Linked DNA regions of Mus musculus: region 1 is linked to region 2. A link is a contact called in public promoter capture Hi-C data. All regions are on one chromosome and are shown on one strand. The core of a region is the stretch at or near the end of the contact, and the rest is flanking DNA. Distances in the headings are between cores, read along the strand shown.

The links. Promoter capture Hi-C pulls out the DNA fragments that hold promoters and counts their contacts.
Region 1: a promoter capture Hi-C map of the C10 cell line shows a contact between it and region 2, with 3 times the contacts expected there. The contact joins the enhancer-like site here to the promoter of Lrit3 in region 2. A contact is called at or near these places in 1 of 39 promoter capture datasets (the C10 cell line), 10 of 484 Hi-C or Micro-C datasets (the G1E-ER4 cell line, MC3T3-E1-derived osteoblasts, bone marrow-derived macrophages and 5 more), 3 of 115 datasets of contacts at active chromatin or transcription factors (embryonic stem cells, regulatory T cells and stem cell-derived neural progenitor cells) and 1 of 9 other capture datasets (liver).

Annotation. Positions count from the first base shown.
Region 1 is chr3:130,084,221-130,090,168 of GRCm38.p6, reverse strand. No RefSeq gene overlaps it. Among named protein-coding and RNA genes, the nearest start is that of Sec24b, 26 kb to the right of the region's middle. Within about 2 kb of position 3,303, at least 36 of the 459 cell types and tissues checked have an H3K27ac peak or open chromatin away from gene starts, as enhancers often do. A contact at or near this core is called in embryonic fibroblasts, where this site is marked.
Region 2 is chr3:129,802,105-129,807,829 of GRCm38.p6, reverse strand. It overlaps Lrit3 (leucine-rich repeat, immunoglobulin-like and transmembrane domains 3), which reads left to right and starts at 3,694. Exons shown (of 4, transcript NM_001287224.2): 1 at 3,694-3,915. The coding sequence starts at 3,800. All of the region lies in intron 2 of Gm36130 (a long non-coding RNA gene), which reads right to left.

The DNA.
Region 1 (5,948 bases), core at 2,054-4,553, 280 kb before region 2:
CCATTCACAGGGGAAATAAGAGAGGTGCAGATCAGCTCCTCCTTCACCAGTTTAAAGTTTAAGATGCAGACAAGATCGCTGTACCAAGTGATGAGAGAAGATGCTAACAGGGCAACATAGTGATGAAGCGGATCTGTGTTCTCAGAGTGCGTGGGGAAGGTCTAGTTTGGTTTCAGGTTGCTATAGAAGTTGAATACTGTGAAGAAGTGAGCTTTATACATCCAACTCTCCTCATTTCAACTTCCTTTCCTGAGTAGAAACTTCTTTAGGAAAAGGTGACTCAAGCTTTTATTCAACCATAAAGAAAAGTGAAGCTATGTCATTTTCGGAAGTATTGATAGAATTGAAAATTATCAGATTAGGTGGAATAAACCAGACCAGAAAGACAAACATCACGTGTTTTCTCATATATGGAACCTGGGTCATATAGCTTTACATACGTGTATGGCTATAACATGCAAACAGAAGGTACTATGGAGGAACAGAGAGGAGACAAGCACGAGGCAGGGACAATAAGGAGTGAATAAGTCAAAATACATACATACTTCGCCATACTTCACAGGCCCCACTGCTTTATACAATAAATATGCACTAGTAAAAATCTCTGTAGTGCTACTCATGAACTAGGAATATAACTCAGTGCTAGGGAGCTTGCCTAGTATATGAACAGCTCTTTAAGCCCGGTGGCTCACACCTTTAATCTCATATTCAGGTGACCAAAGAAAAAAGATCAGGCATTCAAGGCCAGCCTGGGCTACATAGTGAATCTGAAGCTAACCTGGGTTATATGGGACCCTATCTAAAAAGAAATATATTACTGATTAGTACACAAAAGAGTAGGTTTCATTATGACACTTTCATATATATGTATACATGTAGATATATACATATATATATATGAATACATATGTATTTTATCTCTTAAGCATAATCTGGGTCTCACTGGTCAGACAGGTGCTGAGATTATCTTTAAGTCAAGATATCAAAGCCAGAACGCAGGGTATGGCTCCATAGATGGATGCTTTCCTATCTTGCACAAGGCCCTGGGTTCTAGCTCCAGAACAATATGTAAATACAAATTAAATATTTGGGCTTCTTTTTAGATCACCTACAACTTCTACCTGTTATCAAAGTCAAGTGTAAGTCAGAGCTGTTACCCTCAGTGTCGAAATACTCCAGAATTGCTCACGCCCATGGAAGAGCCAGAGAGATGCTATAAAGCATAGCACTGTAAGAATGGAGTGTAGACACAAACCACAAACAAGATCCACACTGGACAGTGGGGAAGGTAGGCGTAGAATGGTCAGGGCGTGGCCAGCGCAGCTGAAGAGCAGGTGCTTGCAACAGGGGCTTCTTCAGCAGTAAATTTGCCCAAGGCCAGGGGAGGGGACACCTTCGGGGTGATGGCTGGACAGTCACAGCCTACCCACCAGGAATATGTTCAGGATTGGTAGGTGTTACAGAATAAGGGAGCCAAAGGATCTAAGTGGCCCCGTGCCGAAAGAATGACAAACGGTGAGAGTTTGTCTTGTTGAGTAAGGTGAGGCAGGCCAGTTTCCATCAGGGCAAGCCTTGTTGGAGACTCCTACACTCTTCTTCGGGGCTTTCTTGGCTGTTGATTATGGCCAATTTCAATAGTGTGTATGGGCTCCTGTCTATCCCCAAATTGCCTCTGCATTCCAAACCCCACTGCCCTGAAGGCAGGAGATCTACCCAGCCCACACGGAATGTTCCAGGAAAGGAAGCAAACAGGGCTGTTAGGCGAACTCTTCTGGACCCTTCTCCGTTACTCTCTGAACACCACTTATTTTGCTTCGTGGATTTATAACGCTGCAGTTGTGTTTCAATTTCTCCTGTAAAGCTAGCTGCAGAGAAAAGCCATCAATTAAAACAGACAAAAAAAAGAGACTGCAAATTACTTTACCAGTAACCCCCAAGCTGACAGTCTATAGATTATAACCAAATTTTGAAGTGCTTTTGCTGGTCAGTTTTGTTAGCCTGTAGCTCATAAGTATCTGTGCAGAGACCCAAGGCAGGTGATGTTTTCGGCCTTGGTCCAGAGTTTAAAATGTGTAAGACATAATGTAAGCTTACCTACGGTTTTATGAGAATTTCAGCTTTTGGGGGTTCTGCCTGTGCACTGTCATTCTTCATTCCCAATGAGCACATTTTCATTCTGCTGGCCTCTCCCACATCCACTTCCCATCATCAGCATCATCTACCCTGACTTATTTATAAGCTGCTGTCAAGCGCACACCAGCCTGCCTCACGGCATGCTGAACTCAATCCCTACAGCACCCCTGTCACTGCGGACACAGAGCTTTAAGAGGCCCTGGGCGGGTTTATTCTCTAGGGGAGATCTTCTGGAGAGAAATAAGGGTTCGGAAAGTGGATGTTTGGAATCAGTTTCTGGCAAAACAGCTTCACGAGCCATTCCACACCAGGGATGCATCCGCACACAGCACAGGACTGCAGGCATGTCTAGTGATGTGTAGCAGGCAGGACTGCCCACAGAGACGAATCAGGGACACCTTGATACCAGCAGCAGGGCTTGTCCTGTCTCTTCAAAATGCTGTCAAAAGGTATTATTGTCAACTGATGGTGGGATCCTGGGGGCGAGACAAGTAACTTCACATCCAAATCCAGGTAAGAAGTGCGGAGAGAAAGACCCTTCTCCACCAAACTAGGCCTGCGCCTGGTTCTGATTTTCCTGATAGCTAGCTGGGTGGTCACGCTACTTAGCATCTGTGAGTCCCACTTATACTGATATGCAGAAACAGGAAGGCTGGATAAGGCGCATCTCAGACTCTAACATTACCACGGGCCTGTGATCAGGGTGCATCTGGTAGCCTTCATACAGGTGCGGTCTAGTCCCGTCTATAGTCAGGCCAAGTCCTGAGGTTTACAGCTTGTAGGGTTACCACAAGACACAGAATGGTTGTGTGTCATCAGAAGTCAAAGCATTTGGAAGAAAGAAAAATTAAGGAGGAGGAGGAGGAGGAGGAAAAGGAGAAAGAGAAAGAGAAGGAGTAGAACAGCATTTCCTCCGACTAAATGAAATCTCGCCGCTCCAAAATAATAAGATGCTACAGAAAGAAAATATCAACACCGCCACAAATCAACATCTGAGGAACAGCCCAGAAAACATCTGGAAAAGAGCATTAAAATGAACCGCGAGATAAAATATTTGATTTCCCACTCGCTGATGTTGCTAGCTGCAAAAGCAGTTAAGAACATCAGGAGAGGGATATTTTTGGCATGAGATGAACAGCAAGGAAGCCAGCTGTTTGCACTTGCTGTGTAGCCAGTGCCAATACACACAGTGGAACCCACTGTCTGCCAAGCATGGAGAGCAAACCACACAGTGCGGTGGGAAGGGCCCTGACCCGGCTGGAACAATCCATCCGACTGCCGGGACTAATGACAGGCAGATGCCCCCTTCTGCTGCGGTGGCCCACTTACGGGGAAGTGTCCTTATGAAAAGTGTTTCCTCGCTGTATATGCCTTCATTGGCTTTTACTGGAATGTTAGATCGTGGTCTGGAAAGGACTTCTATGCCAGACAAGGCTTCCTCTAAACCATAACAGATGTTGAAAACACCATGAAACTAGCCCCAGAAGGGAAGGGGTTGGGGGTTTCCAGGAAGTCTATAGCAGTGAGAGACGAAAGGCCACTGCTGAGCAGACATGAGGAGAGGGAAGCAGACAGGTAAGGTATGTGGCTATGTAGTGGAGCATTGGGTGGCATGTGTGGGGCCCTGGTTTGCTCTCTATATAGAAAAAAAAGGGAGAAAGAGGAGGAAGAGGAAGAAGAGAGAGAGGAGGAGGAATAGAAGGAGGATGCTTAAGAAAGCTTATGCTGGGGCTGGAGAGATGGCACAGAGGTTAAGAACACTGACTGCTCTTCCCAAGGTCCTGAGTTCTAATCCCAGCAACCACATGGTGGCTCATAACCATCCATAATGAGATCTGATGCCCTCTTCTGGTGTGTCTGAAAACAGTTAAAGTGTACTCACATATAATAAATAAATAAATCTTTAAAAAAGAAAAGAAGAGAAGAGAAAAGAAAAGAAAAAAAAGAAAAGAAAGCCATGTCATATTTATCTACTCAATCCCTACTTCGGGGGAACCAGGGCAAGGTGGGGCTATAGCTTAATGCTAGAGTGTTTGACTATCAAGCATGAGGCCCTGGGTTCAATTGTCAGCACTGTAAGTTAGTAAATAAATAGAAAGGAAGTACTAAGTTTTAAAGGGGAGAGGCAGATTTTGATAAAAGACTAAGGAAGTTTTGCTCGATCGAAGGGAAAAGAGTGGGCAGTATGTTTCCTTGAAATGCTATGAAGGTAGCCATTAAAATTGGCAAATTTTTCTGATTTAGAAAGAGGAGGCAATTATTTCATTCGATGAGCAATTGTTGATCTCCTCACATGTATGAAGAAAGATGTGCGTCTGGGGGTGGGGACGATAGTGAACAAAAAAGCCACAGCTTGTTACGAAAGGCACATGATTCAGGTAGCCATCACCAATGACCACCAATGAGAACTGCAAGCCTTTGTAGAAAGGGCATTCCTCTCCCCTTTTCTATGGACTGCAGAAACACTGTGAATATTTAAGTATCTAGTCACCTCAGATTAGGCACAGACGACAGGCCAAAGAAATGACTCAAGCCAAGTCTAGTTCAGTGAACTACGCTGGTTTATTTAAATCCCTCACAGAAGCATGAGTCCCTGCAGCTTGGTTACAGAAGAGCCCTCCCCAGTGTGGGCAATGCTCCCAGCATGACCCCCATCGCTATTGGGTCAACGGGAGGGTCTCCTCTTCCCAGCCATTGCTACTGTTTACATAACCTTGAGGGTCCTTGTGAATCTTGTAACTTTAGGAGTTTCCTGAACCTTGTAAGTTTCCTTTATTTCCTGAATCCTATGGAAGTCCTCCACTCCCTAGGAAGGAATGCTTCAACTCAGAGAGAACAGGTACTCAACAGTAGCTCAAGCTGGCCGGGAGCTCATTGTGTAGCCCAGACTGGCCTCCGATTCCTCCTGCCTCTGCCTCCAAGTGCTGGAATTAACTGTGGCATATGCCAATATGCTCAGCTAAACGTTGTTTTTAAGTTAGAGATAACAAGATTAGATTTAACATTGAAAGGGTCATTCTGGAGCTGTTGCTCTTGGAGAGGACCCAAGTTAGGGACCTATAAAGCACCCATAGAGAGAAGAACAATTTTAAATGGCTGAATACCAGGGGATGGGAAGGACTGGATTCACCCTAAGAACATGAGTTATGGAAGAGAATACAGGGCTGGAGAGGTGGCTCAGTGGATAAGAGCACTGGCTGCTCTTCCAGAGGTCCTGAGTTCAACCACATGGTGGCTCGCAACCATCTGCAATAGGATCAGATGCCCTCTGCTGGTGTGTCTGAAGAAAGCATCAGTGTTCTCATATATAATAAATAATCTTAAGAGATAGATAGAGAGAGAGAGAGAGAGAGAGAGAGAGAGAGAGAGAGAGAGAGAGAGGGAGGGAGGGAGGGAGGGAGGGAGGGAGGGAAGGAAGGAAGGAAGGAAGGAAGGAAGGAAGGAAGGAAGGAAGGAAGGGGATATAAAGCTGTTTCTCTAGTTTACCACTGTTGTGGATTTTTAGGGGTTTGGTAGTTGATAAGTACATAAAATATATTCGATAGCAAATGTAGAAAACCCAATGGGAAGCCCCACAGCATCTATTCCAAAAGAATCTATGACTGAGCGGGAGTTCACCAAGTAGTGGTGGAGTCTTCAGTCTGGTTAATTTCAGGTATGACTCTTTTTTTTTTTTTTTGCAACTTTTTAAATAATAAAGTTTAAAATATCTTTAAGTACAATGTTCAGGAATCTGAATAAATCACTCATTTCTTGGTCACAAGGCTGCGATCATGGTTTTCTCATGGAAATGAGTAGTTTTTCTTTTCTTTCTT
Region 2 (5,725 bases), core at 2,445-4,944:
TTGAAGCTACCAGCATCTCAATTCTGGAGCTTACAGATGTGTACCACCAAGCCTGGATTTCTTTTATAGATGCAAAATTGGGAACACTGTAATACAAATATCTTTGTAGGGGTGGGTATCAATTATTCTATCTGAATCTTTATCCAGCTTAAGGTTATTGCACAGAAATATAAGAGAGCCTTATGGTTGCTAGATGTCTCCAAGTGTGGGTCTGCATTGCTTTGGTGATGTGTATACATTCACTCCATATTATAATAATGTTCTTTCATATTTCAAAGCTATGAGTTATATACTGTAGCGTGAATTCATTTTCTTTCACATCTCGCTCAGTGCTCATCAGACTATAGATCTTTATCTGTTGCCACCCCCCCACACACACACTTTGTAAGTTGCCTCCTTAACCCCTTTGTCGGCATATTAAAGACCTACCTACTAGTTTACCGAGACAGTTCCCTTCCTGTGGACAATGGTGAGAGTTGCTATAACAACCTCCTGATTTAGCTTTCCATCCTCTGCGCATTCTCACTCCGACCACGCCACAGCCAACTGTTTAAAGATGCACTTCCAGCCCTTTAAATCTTTCTGACCAAACTTTCAGGAGCCTGCGGTGGCAAAAGCCTTCAACTGAGCGGTGGAAGGGCTTATTTTGGGTCATGGTTGAAGAGAATTGAGTTCAACATTAGGGACAAGGGGTGCAGTTGGTCACATGGTATCTACTGACAGGAAGCCGAATGGCATCAAGTCTGGTGTTCACTCCCTTTACCCTTTTAGTCTAAGACCCCAGCACACAGGGTTGTGGTACCCACCCTGAGGATACCTCCTTCCGGCTCAGTTACCCCAATCTAGACAGTTGCTCCCAGACATACCCATAGATCTGTTCTCCAGATGATTGTGTGTACTGTCAAGTTTACTACCACACCTGTGAAGGAAGTCTGGCTGCCTTAGACACAAGGTTCAAGGCCCTCCTCACCATGGCCCAGAGAGACTTTTCACATTTTGTAATTCTCCAGTGGCAACATTAAAAATGTGTTCCTGGAGGGCTCTGGGTGCTCGTTCACCCTCCCCCCCCCCCCACACACAGTTAAGCTGCTTATGGAGACAATCTAGCAGGGGTCTGTGCTTAGTCACAGAACAGTTAAATGGTTGAGGCAGTATTTACCGTATTACCTAGAGAATTGATAGCGAGCTCTAGTGTGCAAAGCTTTGAGTTTATTCCTAACAACAAACAAGGGATAACTTCACTTTAACATGAAGGACTTCAGTGGTGCACTAATATCTAATACCATGTCAATCAACTAATTTATACAATAAGACTGACTAAGCTTTGAATCTGGCTCCCTATGGCTACTGGGCTTACTAGCTTGGTGGCTTATCACTATACAGTTTTGCTATACTCAGTTGGTCCGGTCCTGCTCTTCCAGGTAAGAATATTCACAAACCTGATAATGCAGACAGTTTGGTCACTTAGTGAGCAGAGTTTTACCACCAACCTATTTTCTCTCTCCGGTGCACAATAGCTCAGAGCTTCTACCCATCACTGCATCCCCAGCACTGAGAAACCCTGGGGTTGTCCTTAAATCCAGTCTTCATCGTGCCTACACGGAATCAAGTGATTCCCCCTCCTCTGTTTCCCAAAACTGTATTATCCACAGTCCTGTCCGCACATCGGGGATGGCCTCATGGCTGCTCACTGGGACCAGAACCACCAGTGCCCACCTAGAGCCTCCAGCTCCCCTCCTGCTGGCTCTAAACCCTTTGTCTACACAGCTACCAGGAAATCCCACTAATCTGTTGATCTGATGAGCCACTCGAAGCTTAACCTTTCTGTTTTTGCTGCCTGGAGTCTGTGTGGCTCTTTAGCAGGGCACCCAAGGTCCTTCCTCTGCCACCTCAGCTCAGCTACTTATTCCTAAGCAACAGAAAGTGCTTGTGTTTTTCTGAGGTTCTCTTGAAGCTTTATACACATGCATGCACACACATACAGCACACACACATACACACACATACGCACACACAGCACACACACATATACACACACACAGCACACATACATACACACACATACGCACACACAGCACACACACATATATACACACACACACAGCACACACACATATACACACACACAGCACATGCACACACACACATGCACATACACACAGCACACACACACATGCACATACACACAGCACACACACACAGCACACACACACACACATGCACATACACACAGCACACACACACAGCACACACAAACATGCACATACACACAGCACACACACACATGCACATACACACAGCACACACACACACACACACACACACACAGAGCACAGTCTTTCCTGTTTCCCTCTGCTTGCTGGAGAGGGAGCTCAGGTGCCACCCAACAAGACAGCTTTGCCTGGTTACCCAGGCTGAACATGATGTTCTCTTGTGCGTCCTCACTGACCTGTCTCTATCATTTGACTTCTTCATGAACCGCAACGCTGTGTTGCTTATCTTCGTACCTCTAGTCTTTGGTTCGGAAGTTGGCAGGTTCTCCATAAATATTTGACGAACAAATGAATTATGTCATCTCTGAACAGCTGCAATATGACATTTTTAAATTCAGCAGTGTTTTCCAGACTCCATTGCTTAGATATTCTCTGCAGCTGGGTGTAGCGGTGCATGCTTTCAGTCCTGGCAAGGACAGGCAGATCTCTATGAGTTCAAAGCCAGCCTGGTCTACATAGTAAGACAATGTCTCAAAGATTATTTTTTGCTAAATGTTACTAAAAGACATGGCAGTTGACCACCTGCCATTCTCCTGCAGATGGTGTCCATGTATCAGACTGGCGTCCATTCACCTGCAGATGGTGTCTATGTATCAGACTGGCATCCGACTTGTTATGGACTGAAGATGGCTTCGAACATCTGATCCACCTGCCTTCACATCTTAAATGACGAGCTTACAGGCACTCATATAAAACACCATTTTGTTTGGTGCTAGAGATAGGATCCAGGCTTTGTCCATGCCAGGCAGGCACTCCTCCAACTGAGCTGCAAACCCAGGCTTCAGTTCATCCTTAAGTAGGGGTTTTGACACCCCAGACCCAGAATTAAACATAGCTTTGAACAGAGACAATTGCCTTCATTAGAAAGGAACGCTCTTGGGCACATCTTATGCATACTGAGGCGATCTGGGAGAGACTCAGGACAGGTTCTCACTGGAGCAGTAGCTCTGACACACCTGGAGTGGGCTGAGGAGTCTTAGGGAGACGGCATAGGGCTCACTTAACTTGGTTTGGGGGAGATGAGCAGTCCGGGGCACCACTGGTAACTCTATTGGACATAAATCTGAATTAAAGTCACTTTTTTTCTGGTAAAGATGCAAAAAGTAAAAGGAATGATGTCTGTATAAATAAACTACTGAAAATCTTAGCATATGCCAAGATACCAAGCTCTTTGTAACACCGGTTATGTTTTTAAGCTATAGGAACATTTTAAAGTTCCAACTATGGGAAAGGTACCTGATACGGGGTTTCCCTGCAAATTTAGACATGGGCGCCTATTGAAATTGTCCTGGCGGTTTGATTTTTCACTTCCCTTAGTAAGTGTGTTACTCGGTTGAGGCCATATTCAAAGGCTGGGTGGATTGATCCCCTGCAAGACACTTGAAGGTTAAGTAACTTCAGGTCTCGGGCTAATCTGGCTAAGCTGCTGATGCTAACTGCCTGTGGCTGGCGGCGGGCATTCGTGGTAGCTTCCCCATGTTCTTGTTTAGGCCCTCACCTTTTGTTCAGAGAGCCACTCTGGAGCTATGTGGCTCTCGGCCTGCCTGTGCCTTGTGCTTAGCTTCCTGGGAGGAGTGAACGGTACCTGCCCTTCTCAGTGCTCCTGTGAGTATCACGGCAGACATGACGGCTCAGGATCAAGGTATGCCTTTCTCCTTGCTACTAAGTATTCCGATTGTCCTGGCTTTTAAAATAAAGGACCCAGACTGATCAGCCTAATTTTATGAGAGCAGATTATTTGTTAAAAGGGAGAGGCAGTTTAACCTCGTGAGACTTGGTTCAGTTTTATGGGCTGGTTGTCCACCGTCTTACTATTTTTATCATGGGCAACACTTACCTCTCAGAAGCCTCACACGGGTTTCTGAAATTCCAAAAGCACTTTCTGTCCTACAAAAATGTTTGTTATACCTATGTACACACAATACCCTTCTCGGCAGAGCAGACCGTGTTCCGTGTGGGGGCGGGGCAGGAGGGAGGCTTCTTACAGAAAGCACAGAGTGAGGCTGGGAAGGAGCTGCGGGCGGGCGTGTTGATCTTGTCTGCTCTAGAGCTTCCCGTTCCATCCGAGGATTACTAACAACTTGTAGTAGGAGGACAAGAGTGAAGTCGCTGTGGTTAACTTATGAAAGTAAAGATGTCTGGAAAATACCACCTGTCGCAGATATTGTAGGGCCTCACAGAAGTTGTTAAGTCTCAATGTTGCTTTAACATAGTAAAAATTATAATTTGTATATGATACACACGAATCCTTTTACCCGTAGGCAAATACAAAACAGAACTCTTCTTAGCCAGATATGGTAGACTGTTTCTTTTGAGAGTATTTTTGAGAGTATTTACTAATAAAATAAAATAAATGCATTCTTGTGACTTTACTAGTTGAAATAAACAATGAGTCTCTGAAACAAAGCTTAATATAAGAATGACACAACTTTAACCAAATAATAACTAGGGTTGAGATATAGCTCAATGGAACAGCACACACCTGACAGGTCTACAGACATGCATCTGATATCTAGCACAGCAATGATGGACGGTGATAATGATGATGATGGTGATGGTGGTGGTGGTGGTGGTGGAGACATGGTGATGGTGGTAGAGATGGAGATGATATTGATGTCGATAATGATACAATTACATTTTATTTGTGAACGTTTTTACTTAGCTAACTCTGGTACCCTTTTTGATACATTCCCTGAGAAGTAAGATGCAAATGAAAACAACACAGGTTAGCACCTGTTATCCCAAAGATTTACAGCACGCGATGACCAGGACGAGGAATCTCTAAAAACTTTGCCAGAATGTTTTCTTCTCCGGGGTGGCCCCATTATGCTGGGTTCTACCCAAACCACAGGACAAAGGTCCTCTCCAAGGACTCTAGTTCAATACCTGTCATGTGTAAGTGAGGTAACAAAACCGCACAGGGACTGGGTCACCCTGGGTCTCAGCACTCCTGATGCTGTCACTGGGCCAATCCAGGTGAGGCTCCAGCTTCCTCCTGTGACAGCGCATTGAAATGCTTACCTGAGGAGTGGACGCTGCCATCATTCTGGTGTGAATCGACACGGAGGTTTGTGGTAAATGTGCCCCAGAGACAGTCCGAGGTTCCCCAAGGTCTTCTAAAGCAACAGGAAGGATGTGCCATTGGCAAGGCCCTGTGGCTCCACCCTACTTGCCCCTGTGGGCATTTCGGGCTAGCTGTGTGAAATTCACGGGGGGCTCGCTGGGAAGTGTCTACCTGGCGGTCATTTTATTGTTATGGATCATAATTTGAACATTGTTTTCTTTTCAAAACTGCTTATTCACATTGAGCAGTTCAGATGGGTGTAGGGGATAAATAGGTAGTTTCGAAACTGCCAAAAAGGAGTATGTTTGGTTTCCGGTCTAGTCCTTCAGCAGAAAGAAATGCATGGACACCTGCCCTTTCCTCCATAAGTGCTTCTCTCATAAAAGGA